Linked DNA regions of Anas platyrhynchos: region 1 is linked to region 2. Evidence: chromatin contacts called from public Hi-C data. All regions are on one chromosome and are shown on one strand. The core of a region is the stretch at or near the end of the contact, and the rest is flanking DNA. Distances in the headings are between cores, read along the strand shown. Region 1 holds the start of DLL4 (delta like canonical Notch ligand 4). Region 2 has its middle 60 kb from the start of VPS18.

Region 1 (6,424 bases), core at 340-2,839, 65 kb before region 2:
GGCGCGCGGCGCGCTCACCTTGCGGCAGGTAGTTGGCGGGAGCGTGCCAGGCCTGGATGATGAGCGAGAAGGTTCCCTGCGGGCGGAGAGAGCAGCGTCAGCACGGCCCCGCGCCCCGTGCGGGTCGTGTTATCCCTCACCCCCCACCCCTCTTTTTTTTTTTTTCTTTTTTTCTCTTTTTTTTTTCTTTTTTTTTTTCTTTTTTTTTTTTTTCTTTTTTTTTTTTCCTCTCCTTTTTTTTTTCTTTTTTTTTTTTTTTTCTCTCTCTTTTTTTTTTTTTTCCCTTAAAGGAAGCTCTGGCAAGAAGTCTACCGGCGAGAGCGGTTCGCTCCGCGCCAGCTCAGCCTTTCCCTGCCGCCCTCCTTGCCCCGCGGCCGCGCTCGGCGCTCCGAGCGGAGTCTCACCGGCCACGTGAAGTTAAAGGGCAGCTTGATGGGGCTGTCAAATTTCTCCGTGTCCTTGACGCTGAAGGAGTTCGTCCCCAGAACCGGGGTGATGATGCTGCCGAAAGTGCAGGGCCCCGGGGAGACCACCGCCTGGAAGTGCTTGAGGCACACGCGAAAGAAGGTCCTGCAGTGCGGGGCGCAGGGCTTGCCGCTGGCCAGCGACCCGTGGCTGTTGACGAACTCGTGCAGCTCCAGCTGGAAGACGCCGGAGCCGGCCACCCCCTGCACAAAGGGGAGACACACACAAAAAACCCAAATCACACCTTACCCGGGCTCCGCCACGCGAGCTGGCGTCCGGCACCCGCTCTGCGCTCCGCGAACCCCTTCCACGTATTCGCTTAGTTAGCTCGCTGCGTGATTACCTGCTGCAAAACCATTAACAGAAACGTCAAGCCAAAGCTGCGCAAGGCTGTCATCCTCGTGGAAGCGGCGCTTCCAGCTCTCCCAGGGTTTAGCTTTCCTCCTGTATTCCTCAAAGGGTCCGGGTGGGCGCCCCTCGCAGCGCGACCCGCCCTCGCCAGTATTCCCCGAGCAGCGGCAGAAAGCGGGAGGTAAAAATCCAGGTGTGGGGTGAGACCGTCCCCTGCTGGGAATGAAATCCTGCAGCCAACCCCCGAGCTCCGACCGCTCCTGGCGCCTTTGTAAACTCCAAAGCCGGGTGGGTTTGGGGAGAGACGCGAAGGGGAGTGCTTAGTGTTGGACCGCTCCTCCTTGGACTGGTGCGAACAGCGCTCGGTAAATGGAAAACTCGCTTCCCTCCGAGCTGTTTATATAGTTGCCTCGCATCCTCGCAAGCTCATTATGTAAACCGTCAGTCAGCCTCACGGGCGATCCCTCCCCTTTTCCATCTTTCCTTTCTGGAAAAAGGAGCCAAATGTTGCGGGGAGCCCGCAGAACCGGCGCTAATTCCCTGCTGCCGCTCCGCTGCCGCTGCCGCCGCGCTGGCCGCCGAGGAGCCGAGCTGATTAGGAGCGAGCCGAGCATCTGTTGAGATATTTACAGCGCGGGGAGGGAGAGCTCCCTGCAAAAGCGGACGCCTCTCCGAGGAGCAGCCTCCCGGGGCGGCCGAACAATAGGGGCCGAAGCGTTGCAAAGCACCCGTCCTGCCCGCCTCGCCGCCCCGCTCGGCCCCCGACGGCCGCCGCTCCCGTCCCGTCCCGGCCCGTCCCGTCCCGTCCCCGCCGCTCCCCGCTCTCGCCCCGCTGGACCCAGAAAGCAAAAGCAAAAGGGGCGCTCGCACGGCACCGACCGGCTCGGCACGGCACGGCACGGCACGGGACGGCCCCGCCACCGCCTCCGGGACGCGCCGGGGCACCGCAGCCCGGCCGGGGCGGGGGGCGAGGAGCGGTGGGGACCCCCCCGGGGAGCCGGGCTTGGGGCTGGGGGGGGCGATGGGGGCTGCGGGGCGGCGTGTGCCAGCCGAGCGTCGGCCTGATTGCAGCGGGCGCTTATTGTCGGGTCGCGTGTCCCTCATTAAAGCCAAGCACAGAGAAGGCCTTTCATGTGGCTGTTTAGTTCAGCTTGTTAAATGGATGGGAGGCCGGAGGGAGGCGGGGGGGGGGAGGGGGGGGTTGGGGAGGGAGAGATAAACCTTCAGCTGTATGGTAATGAGGTCTTGCCACCTTTATGCCAGCGCCGCGCTCGCAAGGCTGCGAACCTTGGCGGCGTGGGGCACCTGGGAAGCCGCCCTGGGGCCTCGGGGCTGCCGCTGCCGTTCCCCAGCCCGGGCTCTTTTGGGACCGGGGGGGAGAAAAAGGGGGGGAGAAGCCGGGTCCCGGCCGCGGCAGCACGAAGCGGCGCCCCCCGGCCGCGCCTCCCCGCGGAGCCGGTCCCGGGGTGGGGAAGGGGATGGGGAAGGGGATGGGGATGGGGATGGGGATGGGGATGGGGATGGGGATGGGGATGGGGGGGCACCGCGGGCACGGTGCGGGGGCTGCGGGGGAGCCGAGGCGCGGGCAGAGGCACCCGAGGGGAGCTCTTTTGTCTCGGCCTCGTAAACAAGGCGGGAGGAGGAATGTGTCGCCGCTGATGGACTCGGAATTTTGCGGCGATCCGCCCGGCCAGATCCCGGCTTTACCAGCAGCAGCGTCAACTGTCAAAATCAAATCTGATGCTAATAGCTTCGGTACTAAATAAAATGAGAGGCCAGATAACATCAGTGCTTGATAAATGGTAATGAGTGTCTAACCTAGGGGAACAGAAGGGCTGTGGGGCTCTTTAATTCAGTATTGAAAGGCTAGCTGGGTACTGCAGGCTCTAGCAGATGTTAGTATGTGTGTGTTTTGATTTTTGACTTGTATTGGACGTTTATTAGGCTAACCAGAGCCACCCCACGCATGGCCACTTGGTCCAGGCACCATCTGGCACAAGCAGGGCGGCGTGCAAGAATAGGCCCCGCTTTGGTGCTGGAGATCCACAGGCAGCATCTACCATATGGACCCGGAGCTAATGTAGGTTAAAGCAAGACAAGCTGATCTCTGCTTTTCACAGCTCCGCCAAACCTCGCTGCGATCCCCTGGCCGCGCACCTAGGCGGGTGCCACCACCACCTTCCCAAGGCCCGGTGGCTGCCGCCCTGAGCTTTGCACCCAGTTTGCATGCTCTGCCCGGGCTCCACAAGTCGCTGCAACTCCCCACGTGTCCCCACAAAACAAATATTTCCAGAAGCCGGAGCGAGTGGTGCGAAAGAGATGTAAAATCCTCCTCGAAACTCCAGGGCATTATTGTGATTGCGGCTATAAAGAGAGCCCTAATAAAATAATAACCGGGGAATATAATAAACCACCTGCTGCATGTTGACACACGCACACAGGCTTCAGATGGAAAAAAAAAAGTTGCGTTAACAGCATCGGACAGCTGAGTCTGAAAGTGCAGCCGTTACTTAGGGGATCCACCGGAGTGTGGCGTGTAGGGCCAGCACCTCGCGTGGGGTGCCAGGCCGGGGGGACACCCCAGAGCCGGAGCTCCGGCCACAAAGTGCAGGCACACGGGTTTTTTTGGAAGGGGACACGCGTGAGCCTTTCCCTGCGTTTATTTTGGGAGCAGCACGCCCGCAGCTCGGTGCCCTGCAGGCGTCTCGGGGGATACCCGCCCCACCTGCGGCCGTGGGGCCGCGGCTCCTATAGGGACAGGAGCAAAAGGCTCGGCTGCAGCCCCCACGCGATTTCGGGGACACTCGGGGGGGTTCCTCATCTGCCCACTGCCGTGCTCGGCAGGGGTCCCGGTCTGCCCCAGCGCCTGCCCGAGAGATGCTCTACCGGGCACCCGAGGGATGCTTTGCCAAGACCTGAGGGGTGCTTTACTGGGATCTAAGGGGTGCTTTACCAGGAACCGAGGGGTGCTTTATCGGGACCTGAGGGGTGCTTTACCGGGCACCCGAGCCCGGAGCTTGCCCGTCTGTTCCCCGCCCGCCGCCCCTGCCCCACTCCGTGAGCCGGATTCCCCGATGGCTTTTAAACCCCTTAGCTAGAAAGTTGCGCATCGATTCAGCGCTGACACACACCCAGAGAGCCTAAGAAAGGGAGAAAAGAAAAGAAAAATCCCCCTTGCTTGTTTTGTTTCTGCCTAAATGTCCATAGCGCGGAGCATCTCTCCAGGGAGAGCCGCTCCGAGGGGTGTTAATGTGGTCGATTTGGGGTACAAATGTTTGGAAATGTTTCCCGATTCGCACAGAAGGAGGGGGGATTTGCAAACTGTTGCTGCCACATGGCTCCTCCAGCCTGCCCATTCTCATTGTAATGAGGCCGGCGCGTGCCTCATCTGCCGCGGGGCGCTGCCACGGGCCGGCCGGGCACGCCGTGTGCCAACTGGGACAGCGCGGCTCGGCTCGGCTCGGCTCGGCTCGGCAAGGCACAGCTCGGCAAGGCACGGCTCGGCACAGCATCCCCCCTCCGCCCCGCACCGCCCGGCCCCGCACCGCCCGGTCCGGCTCGGCTCGGAGCGGCCCCCCCGGCCCTGGCCGGGCGCCGGGGCAGCGCGGCGTTGTGTGTGTGCCCATTGTTGCTCGGAGCCGAGCCCATAAAAATAAGAACATTTCTATTAAAGGGTATAACGATCACTATTGAGCCTCTCAGCTCCAAATCGATGGCTTCTTTTCCATACAAATGCCTGCTTATGCCTTTATGTTCTCCATCTGTTTGTAGCTAACACCTGCCATTCAATAAATCGATTTGGCCATTTAATGTAACAGCTTCCCGGGACATTTTTTCATGCCAGATGCCACAGCAGCTCCCAAGCCCTACCCCAGCCCAGCGCCCCACCGGCACAGCCGCCCAGCCCCGGGCTTCGCCTCGGCTGAAACTCTCTGCCAGGGCACGGACTGGAGCTGGGAAGGACACAAAACATTAAAAAGTGCCTTTTGTTTATTCTTTCCTATTTGTGCCGAGCACTAAAGTCACCGATCCCACCTTCCTTAACCCTGTGTTATCTTCATGCTGGGGTGAGGCTGGCTTGGGACCCCTGCACGGGGACCTTGTGGGACAGGGGACCCCATCCTTGTGTGGGTGTCGGGGCTGAGGTGTGCTGTGCCGAGCTGAGCTGGGGGAGCAGGGTGGAACCTCTCCAGGTGTCTCCCTGCAGGTCTCAGGGGAGAGAAAACAGCGTCACTGGGGAGATGAGAAAGTGGAGTGAGTAATGTGGCGTGGGGAGGTTTCACTGGGCAGTTTCCTCATAGAGGGAGGGAGCAGCGCCAGGCTGACCAATTTCCTCCTCCAGAGGCGATTTTAGTATTCCTGGGATCTTGTGTGACCACGCTTATTGCTTAATTTATTGTGCTATTGTGCCTTTCAAAGGCAGCTGAATCTGAATAAGTAAAAAATTATAGATATGTATGTATTTCAGTTATGTGGGTCTGTTTCTTTCTTAATTAATTCAGTGCAGGCTGTGGGTGCCACTTTCAATGCACCTGGCTGTGGGAGCCCAATTGCCTTTGGAAGCCAGCAAGAAGTCCACGCAGTCATTTGGCACTTTTATCTGAGATGGTTGGACAGAATTGGGATTTCTCATAAAAAGCACCCCTGGAAACTATGACTAGACCTGAGAGGAGGTACCTGGGAGAGGAAGTACTTGGGAGATGCCCAAATCTGGGTCATTTTTTGAACCTTAGAGCCGTGGGTGGGATTGGCAGGGTCGAGCCGAGAGGCTGGATGTGCCTCACTGGGACCAGAGGTTCCCAAGTCTTTGTTCATACAAAAGGCACTGTATGGGTCAACAGTCATGGATGGGACACTGCCTGAAGCAACTTAACAAAGTAAGTGCAGGCTGGCTCTGGTTAAAGGGGCAAATTTCCTCTGCCTGCTCCTTAGTAAATGTCCCATGGGCCAGGCTTTGGGAACTCCTGCATCAGAAGGTCTGTGTCTTCCAACAGATGGTTGGGCTGCCCTTGGCTGCTTAGAATATGTTTGGGGCTACATTATATAGCGCCGAGTGAAGGGATCTGTCACAGAAAGCGGGTAAGAGGCAGTTTTAACCCTTTCCCCATGCAGGCTGTTCCACTGGGGTAGGAGCAAGAACAAGGCATCGGGGCATGGGGGAGCCCTTCTGGGGCAGACAGGGCTCGTGGCCTCTAGTCCTGCACCCAGCAGAGGTCCGTAACACACCGTCACCCTGGTGGCATCCACCTCCTGTGGGCTGGTCCCCTGCAGGGGTTCGTGGTGGCCACACCAGGTTCCTGCTGAGCTCTCCTGCTTTCCTCGCTGCCCTCAGAGCCCAGCATTAGGCAGGGGCTGCTGGATGCCCAGGACTGAATTTTGGGTCAGATTTGGAGGCCAGTGTTCTAATAGCAGGAGGAGGGGTCTACTTGGCACTCAGTGGAGCTGCACCTGTTTGAGCACCAGGATTAGTTGATTCAAGGCAGTTGTATTTTCTCAAAGCTGCAGACTGGTAAAAGCCAAGGGTGTTTGAAACACAGCTGGATACCTAGGTGAGAAAATACCTTTTAAAATCCCTGTGCTAGAGGTAAAACCTGCTAATGACCGAAGA
Region 2 (6,710 bases), core at 1,267-3,766:
GGGAAAGGCTTTCAACCAGAACTTGATACCAAAAAGTACATTCAGATGCAGAACTAGCTATGCCACCCTAAGGACGAGATGCGCACAGTGTATATTACTGATGGGTTGATAAAGCAAACTGCTGTCCCCCAGGGCTCTCCAAGGCAAATAGCACATTCTCAAGATGAAGAAGACCCCTTAGGAAACATGATCCAGCAGAGATGCCATTGATGTGCCTGCGTGATCAGAGGAATACATGCAGGGCTTCCCAAGTGACGTGGCATTTGAGCACTAGTTGGAATACAATGGCCTTTCTGCCTGTTTTGGAAATTTCTGACATTCTAAGCACAATCATATTTATAATGGTTACATCTGGCCTTTCTGATCTGCCTACTCATAAGCCATCGGAGACCCCTCAGGTATAAATCTCCTTTCAGTTCTACCCTGCTCCGCTACTTTGGATTCATCTCCTGTTAATTAGTCACCCAGGGCTCTCAGAGAACTTTGGAGCATTAACCCATTCACCTCTGAAATACTTTCTTCTCACATTCACAATGAGTTTCATATTTATCTGCCAGAGACCAAGGTGATTAGTGAAGCCTGCAACTACCAAGGTACCATAGGTACCATTTATCCAAATTCACAAGGCAAATCAATGACAGAGATGGGGAATCAACATGGTGTTCAAACCTTGAGTTCTCCTGTAGCCATTGGTAAGCATTCCTTGTGAAAATGCTTTCTCACCTTTTCATATAAATCCAACCATAATCTCAACAGACAAGAGCCCACCTTGAACCCTGAACAGGACCAGATTTACATCCTGCGAGGCCCTCCTGCTCATTTCTAGGAGACCACAAGTCTTATTGCTAGAAAGCAGTGTGGTAAAATGCTAACTTGTTAAACAAAAGGCTGTCATCAGCCACTTTATGCCCAGTTAAGAACTGCAACTCATGTCATTTCAAGTAGCTGCTGCCTGCTGTTCTTTGTGGCCTGCTTCTCTTCAGTGTCTTTGAGGACAACATCACATACCTATGTCCTGGGCAAGTTGTGCTGTGTATGCTCCCAAATAGGTTCCTTTCTCCAATACATTTTCTATCAGCTGTAGATGGCCCCAGCTTCCCGCCTGAACTTTGGTGTTCATGTCTTGGCTGCGCACAAGGAAGGGGAAGACACCCTCTGGGTTTCCTATTTAAGCCCTCCTTTCATCTTCTGGCAGGTCTGGAAACATGTCAGTGCATTTGAAGAGATAGGGAGAGCCATGTTCTCCAGTAAATGTGGCTTGCCAGGAGGGAAAAAAGAGAGACGGCGGTAAGCAAAGAGCAGAATTGCTGAAGAACAGCCGACAGATGGATCCTAAAAGAAGTGCTGACCTCATCCCTCCTCATTAATATGATATATACTCCTATATACACATGGATCCTAGAAGAAGTGCTGACCTCATCCCTCTCCATTAATATGATCTATTGCTGTATACAGAGGAGGCTACTGTCAGGAAACTGTGCACCATGTAACCCTGTTTTGGAGCCTCTTGCTGGCTGTGGAGGTCCTGCTTTGGGCAGGGGGAGCCATGGGCTGCCCCAGGTGGAGAGCCTGGCTTTGGGTACCTTTGCAGCCATACCACACAGCTGGGTCTCTCTTGGGCACCTCCTGGCATGGTCCTTTCTTGCATTAGGGTCTGGGCTTCAGCAGCGTAAAGATGAGGGAAATCAGCTCCTGAAGGCCTTGTTTGGTTTTATCTGGACCCTGAAGGGACAAAAACAAACCCTGGGGTCTCCCAGCCCAGCTCAGCATCTTACAAAGCTCACTTCAATCTTAGGGTGGCTAGTGTCCCCGGCCAACCATCTTTGCTCCCCATCAGAGCAGTCCTCCATTATCCATTCAGCACAATCCCTTTAATCATTTGTGGGTGCTCAGATCAAAGCAAGTGCTCGCAGCCAGCACCCGGGAGGAGCCCTGAGACCAGTGCTAGCCGTGGGGCTGAGGAGAGGCGTTGCTCCTCCTGGATTCACCAGGTGGACACAGGACGTGGAGAGCCCCGACCCGGGACACCAGGACACCAGGCGGCCGCCTCAGGGAGCTGTCGGCCACAGGCTGCCTCGCGGGCGGCGGGGCTGGGGCTGGGCAAGCGCGCAGTGCAGGAAGCACCTGCTCCCGAAGTGACGACTCTCTTATCTGACCCCGGTCACATCAGGTGGCTTCCTTGTTTGCCTTGGCTGCCTGCCCCTGCGGCCCCCTCCAGCCGTGCTGGCGAGCTCCTCCGCTCCTTTTTCCGAGCGTGTTCATTGATCTGAAGAGAAAACTGCCCGGAGACTTTCCCAGCACAGAGCCCCAGCCTCCGCTTCCCCACACCTCGGCCACACACCTACACCACCCTCATGGGCCCCCATGCCCCTCTGGAGGAGCTGGTACCGAGGGTCTGATGGGCACATGGCCTTCCCTGGGCTGAAAGTTGTGAGGTGGGGCCATGGCTGCCCCGAGCCTGGGCTTTAAAGAAAAACAAATCAACACTCGCGGTTCCTCTTCCTTCCCCCCGGCCTCCCTCCCGCGGTCAGGATGATTTATTGAGCAACGGCTGGGCCCGGCTGCGGGGAGGCTGTGCCAGGGGCCTCCCCCAGGCAGCACCCGGGCAGAGCCCACCCGGCCGCCCCGAGGTGTCTCTGGGCCATCCTGGGAGCCAGGAGCCTTCAGGAGCAATTCCCCGCATCTTCTTCCAGCTCTGCCTCAGGGGCAGATCAGGAGCTGGCGACGACGGGCTCCTGCTCCCGTGCTGATCTGCATTTCAGCCACAGATGTTGGCCCGGTGCCAAGCTGATGCTGTTTCAGTTTGACAATCGCCTCTTAAACAATCTTCAAAACAAATTTAACCAGCGGGTTAGATACTGGCGCATTGAAATGTAACGCTACTGCCATATAAAGATAACAACAGGCACAGAGCGCACACATTTTAAAACTGTATCCTGGTCAACAATCCCTTGTAAGTCTTAGATGCATGATAGAAATCATTTGGCTTTGGATTTTACGAGACATGAGACATGTTCCTTGCAACATATTTTCCTTTTCCTTTGTTTTTTCTGCCTAATCCTTAGTCTTAAGACTCTTTTGATAAGGAGAACTCATTCTCCAGGGGCAAAATTTGCAATGAAAAAACCCACAGAAGAAACTTTTCATACTTAACATACTATGCAAAGAGGAACAATAAGATAATAATGGGGCTGAATATTCATTATGCTAATCAAATGTTAATAAACTATGGGATAGCACGCAGCTTAGTTGGCTCCTATCTCCCTCTCTTCCTTTCTTGCCTACTTGTATCTCTATTCCTTTTTCTTTTTTCTTCTTCTTCTCTTTACTGCTGTATGAGGCCATCTTGATGGAGACGACAAACTCTCAGATTGAAAGTGTTATTTATTTAAAATAATCCTGCAAATAGTAAACACTGTCAAGGGGATGCACAACATCTGTGTAGCTCAGGCAGTTGCTGAATATTTCTACTTTGACCTCAGGGAAGCCTCAGGTCCAGAAATTGACGATAGCCAATAACCACAGACACCCCAAATAGATGAGTGTAGCTGTCATTTTCAAAACACGAATATTCAAAAATGAAGACTACCTCAGATATCCGTCTATCTGTCACCTTAAAAACGAATAGTTATATCTGGTCACCTGACATCCTTATAGTTATATGGACAGTGTTTTTGCTTCACTGCATTAATTACATAGGGAAACAAAACAAACAAACAAACAAAACCCTACAGGGTAACATGCTCATGAGCAGGAAGAGCAAAGGCTTCAGTATAATATCTGTAACCAGAGATGCACCAACACCTTGTGTCTCTGGTTTCAGATAATCGCCCGGTGTCAAATCCTTTGTACCAGGGGTGTGCTGCAGAGAAAGGGAAAAAGAGACTAAAACAGGGTGTGATGCTGAAACACGACCCAGCAGGTGACCCTCTCCCTCTCTCTGCAGCAAAACCCTGCCTTAGCTTTACCACCACGCCTGTGACTGCAACAAGCTCCCTCAGTGCCTCTTGGGAGAGCAGCCGGGCAAGCTGTCAGCTGAGTGGCATCACCGTGAACCAGGTGTGTTGTGTCTAGGGACATTTGGGACATCTCCTTCATCAGGGTGCTGTGTCCCTGCTCCCTGGGCTGGGGGATATTTATGTCCAGGCTGAGGCGGCATCAACCTCGTTCTCTTTGGGCAAAGGAGAAGAGACCTCTCAAGGGCCAGCACAGACATACACAAGCACTTTGGAGATGCTTGTATATGTCTGCAGCTCCTCAAGCCCCCAGCTCTAACATCTCAAGGTCTGCCACCAGCATGGTCACAGGAGGCTTGGTCCTCTTCTGCCGGCTGTGCTTTGGGTGGCCGGTGATGGGGTCAGAGCTGCCCTGACCTGAACTTTCACAGCATGGCATGTTGTGGGAGTCACTCAGCAACTGCCCTGCAGGAGATGAATATTAACCTTGCTAAGTACAGCTGGAAGGGCTCAAGGTCACTGTTCAAGGCAGGCCAGAGCGAAGGCCATGTTAGGAAGAGTGTTAGCAGGCCTGCTGATGCCTTCTGCTGGCCCAGAGAAGAGGGCATGCAGTCCCACAGCTAAGTCTGGCTGGCTATTTGTATGACTGCTGGTGCCAAGGGGCCATGTCCAATTCTTGCTTCTGTCCTAACAAACCAGAAGAGGCAGCAGGTGTGAAAGCTGTCTGCAAAACCAACCCTGAGGGTGTACCTGAAGGATGCCACCCCAACTGGTTTGATCTGCAGCTGCATTCAAAGAAGCTGTGCTCCCTCTGAGCCCCAAAACATGAGCACTCCTCTCTGGGGAGAGGTAGAAACCAGACTCCACAGGTGTGCTGCTTCTGCATCGTGTTTTCTTCTGTGCCATCATGCATGTGACTGCTCCTCAGTTCAGCTCCTGAAAAAAGGAAGCAGAGCACAGATGCCCAGACACATCACAACACCACTCCAGGCTGCTGCAAAGACCTGCTGGCAGTGCTGCTTGTGTTGTGACTTCCAGGGCAGTGGGAAGGGGCTTTTACCAGGTCAGCTGAAAATAGCAAATTTTTGCTTTCTCCATCCTGTATTTTTGCCCTCTGCTGTGAATCTAGAAACTCTCCTGGGAAAGTTCTGGATGTAAGGCCTAAACCTGGTCAAACAAATCCCAAATGAGTGTTTCCCAATGCTCTCAGCCTAGGATGCATACCTAAGTTGATCCTTCTGATTCTACTTTAATTTGTACCTCAACTAACTTTCTTAGCTATGTTTGTTTTCTTGCCCATTCCATAAAATCCAGTTCCCTGCTCATTTTGCCTCCCATTCGCCTGTCTCTGACAGGCTCCAGCGCTCCCTGGTTGAGCAGCTGGCTGCTCTGTGGTGCAACTGTTTATCCAAGTTGCTTGCCTAACTAAAGCAGTTATCTGGATACCAGGGTATGAAGGAGGGTGCTGGTGTGAAGCTGCAGAGGTTTTCTTTCTTTGGCCAGGCATCTGTGTTTGTGTTGGCAGAATTGGGGCGCTGGTGACACTGGGAGCAGAGTTCAGGACATCATCAGAAACTGAATTTCTGCATTCACTTGTGTTGAAATAACAAAGGCAATTCCTTCTCAGCATGCCACACTCCACCCACTCAGCTGTACTTGCTCTGGCTGCGGGGCCCTGCTTTCTCCAGCCTGTCCCTGGAGTTGCATTTTTCGCTGTCTGCCTGCTGACTACAAGGAATACGGGGTAGCAAGGGGCTTTGCAGAGCGAAACACTGCGCCGCCAATGCAGACTGCTTACTGCCAGACCTTGCTGTTGGCAAATAAACATGAAGGTCAGTTTGGATGCCCTCCTGCCAGAGAAAGACTGCATTTTAGGGGGTGGCTGTCTATGACTCCAAATGAAGGGCTGTGGTGTGGGACAGGGTGGGATCCTCCTTCCCCATGGCCTTCCTGCTGTCAGGAAAAGGGAGCAGGAGGTGACAGGTTTCTTTGCTCATTGAGGCTGGAGACAGCTGTGTTCCTCAGCCCTTTGCAGGATACAGGAGCAGAGGAGAAGCCCGGCACGATGCTCTTACGGCAACCACTCAGATGCTCCCCCAGGGAATATCTCCACAGCAGGAGGAAGGGGATGCAGCCGTGGCAGTTCCCTGCCCAGAAAATGTCACTTCCCTGGGGACACAGACAGCTGCATGCAGGCTGGGTCCACCTTGCCCATTGCAGAGGAGTGAGAAAAGCAGGCTCAGAAGGGAGGAAGCAGGAATCCACACGCACTGATTGAGTCACGGCGCATTGCTCTTACAGGAGGGCTCTGGGTCCTGAGCAAATTTCATCCCCATACGAAAGCTGAAAGCAAGCACAGACACTTCAGAGAAGGTAGCTCGTGGGGTTAGCTCACCAAGCAACTTCTGCTCAGTACCGCCCTCCACACAACGTACCTGGCACAACGTGACTTGGAAAACTCGGTACCTGAGCCCTGGAGGTGCCGAGCGTGCTGCGACAGAGTGAAGAAAAGAGAGGCAAGTTCCCTGGCCAGCACACAGGGTGTCGGGTTCCCTCGCTAGGCTCTGCTCCTCGTTCTCCATTTCTCATCCTGTCAGTCTGCCTCAGCAGCTTGTTTGCTTTGCCCCTCACCAGAATGTGCTGCTGCATGATTAGGCAGAGAAAGCAAAACGGGCAACACCACAACTGCTGGATCTGGGGAAAGAGAGGACAGGGAAATGCTTTCAGTTTTGACTTTAAACCACAGAATGCACA

What was found. Hi-C and Micro-C count contacts between places; a contact is called where the count stands out from the background.
Region 1: a Hi-C map of liver shows a contact between it and region 2, with 1.5 times the contacts expected there. The contact joins the promoter of DLL4 here to the enhancer-like site in region 2. A contact is called at or near these places in 2 of 8 Hi-C or Micro-C datasets (liver and skeletal muscle).

The regions. Positions count from the first base shown.
Region 1 is chr5:33,199,843-33,206,266 of IASCAAS_PekinDuck_T2T, reverse strand. It overlaps DLL4 (delta like canonical Notch ligand 4), which reads right to left and starts at 1,589. Exons shown (of 11, transcript XM_027459564.3): 1 at 809-1,589; 2 at 405-668; 3 at 19-76. The coding sequence starts at 862.
Region 2 is chr5:33,135,672-33,142,381 of IASCAAS_PekinDuck_T2T, reverse strand. No RefSeq gene overlaps it. Among named protein-coding and RNA genes, the nearest start is that of VPS18, 60 kb to the right of the region's middle. Within about 2 kb of position 2,516, at least 2 of the 8 cell types and tissues checked have an H3K27ac peak or open chromatin away from gene starts, as enhancers often do.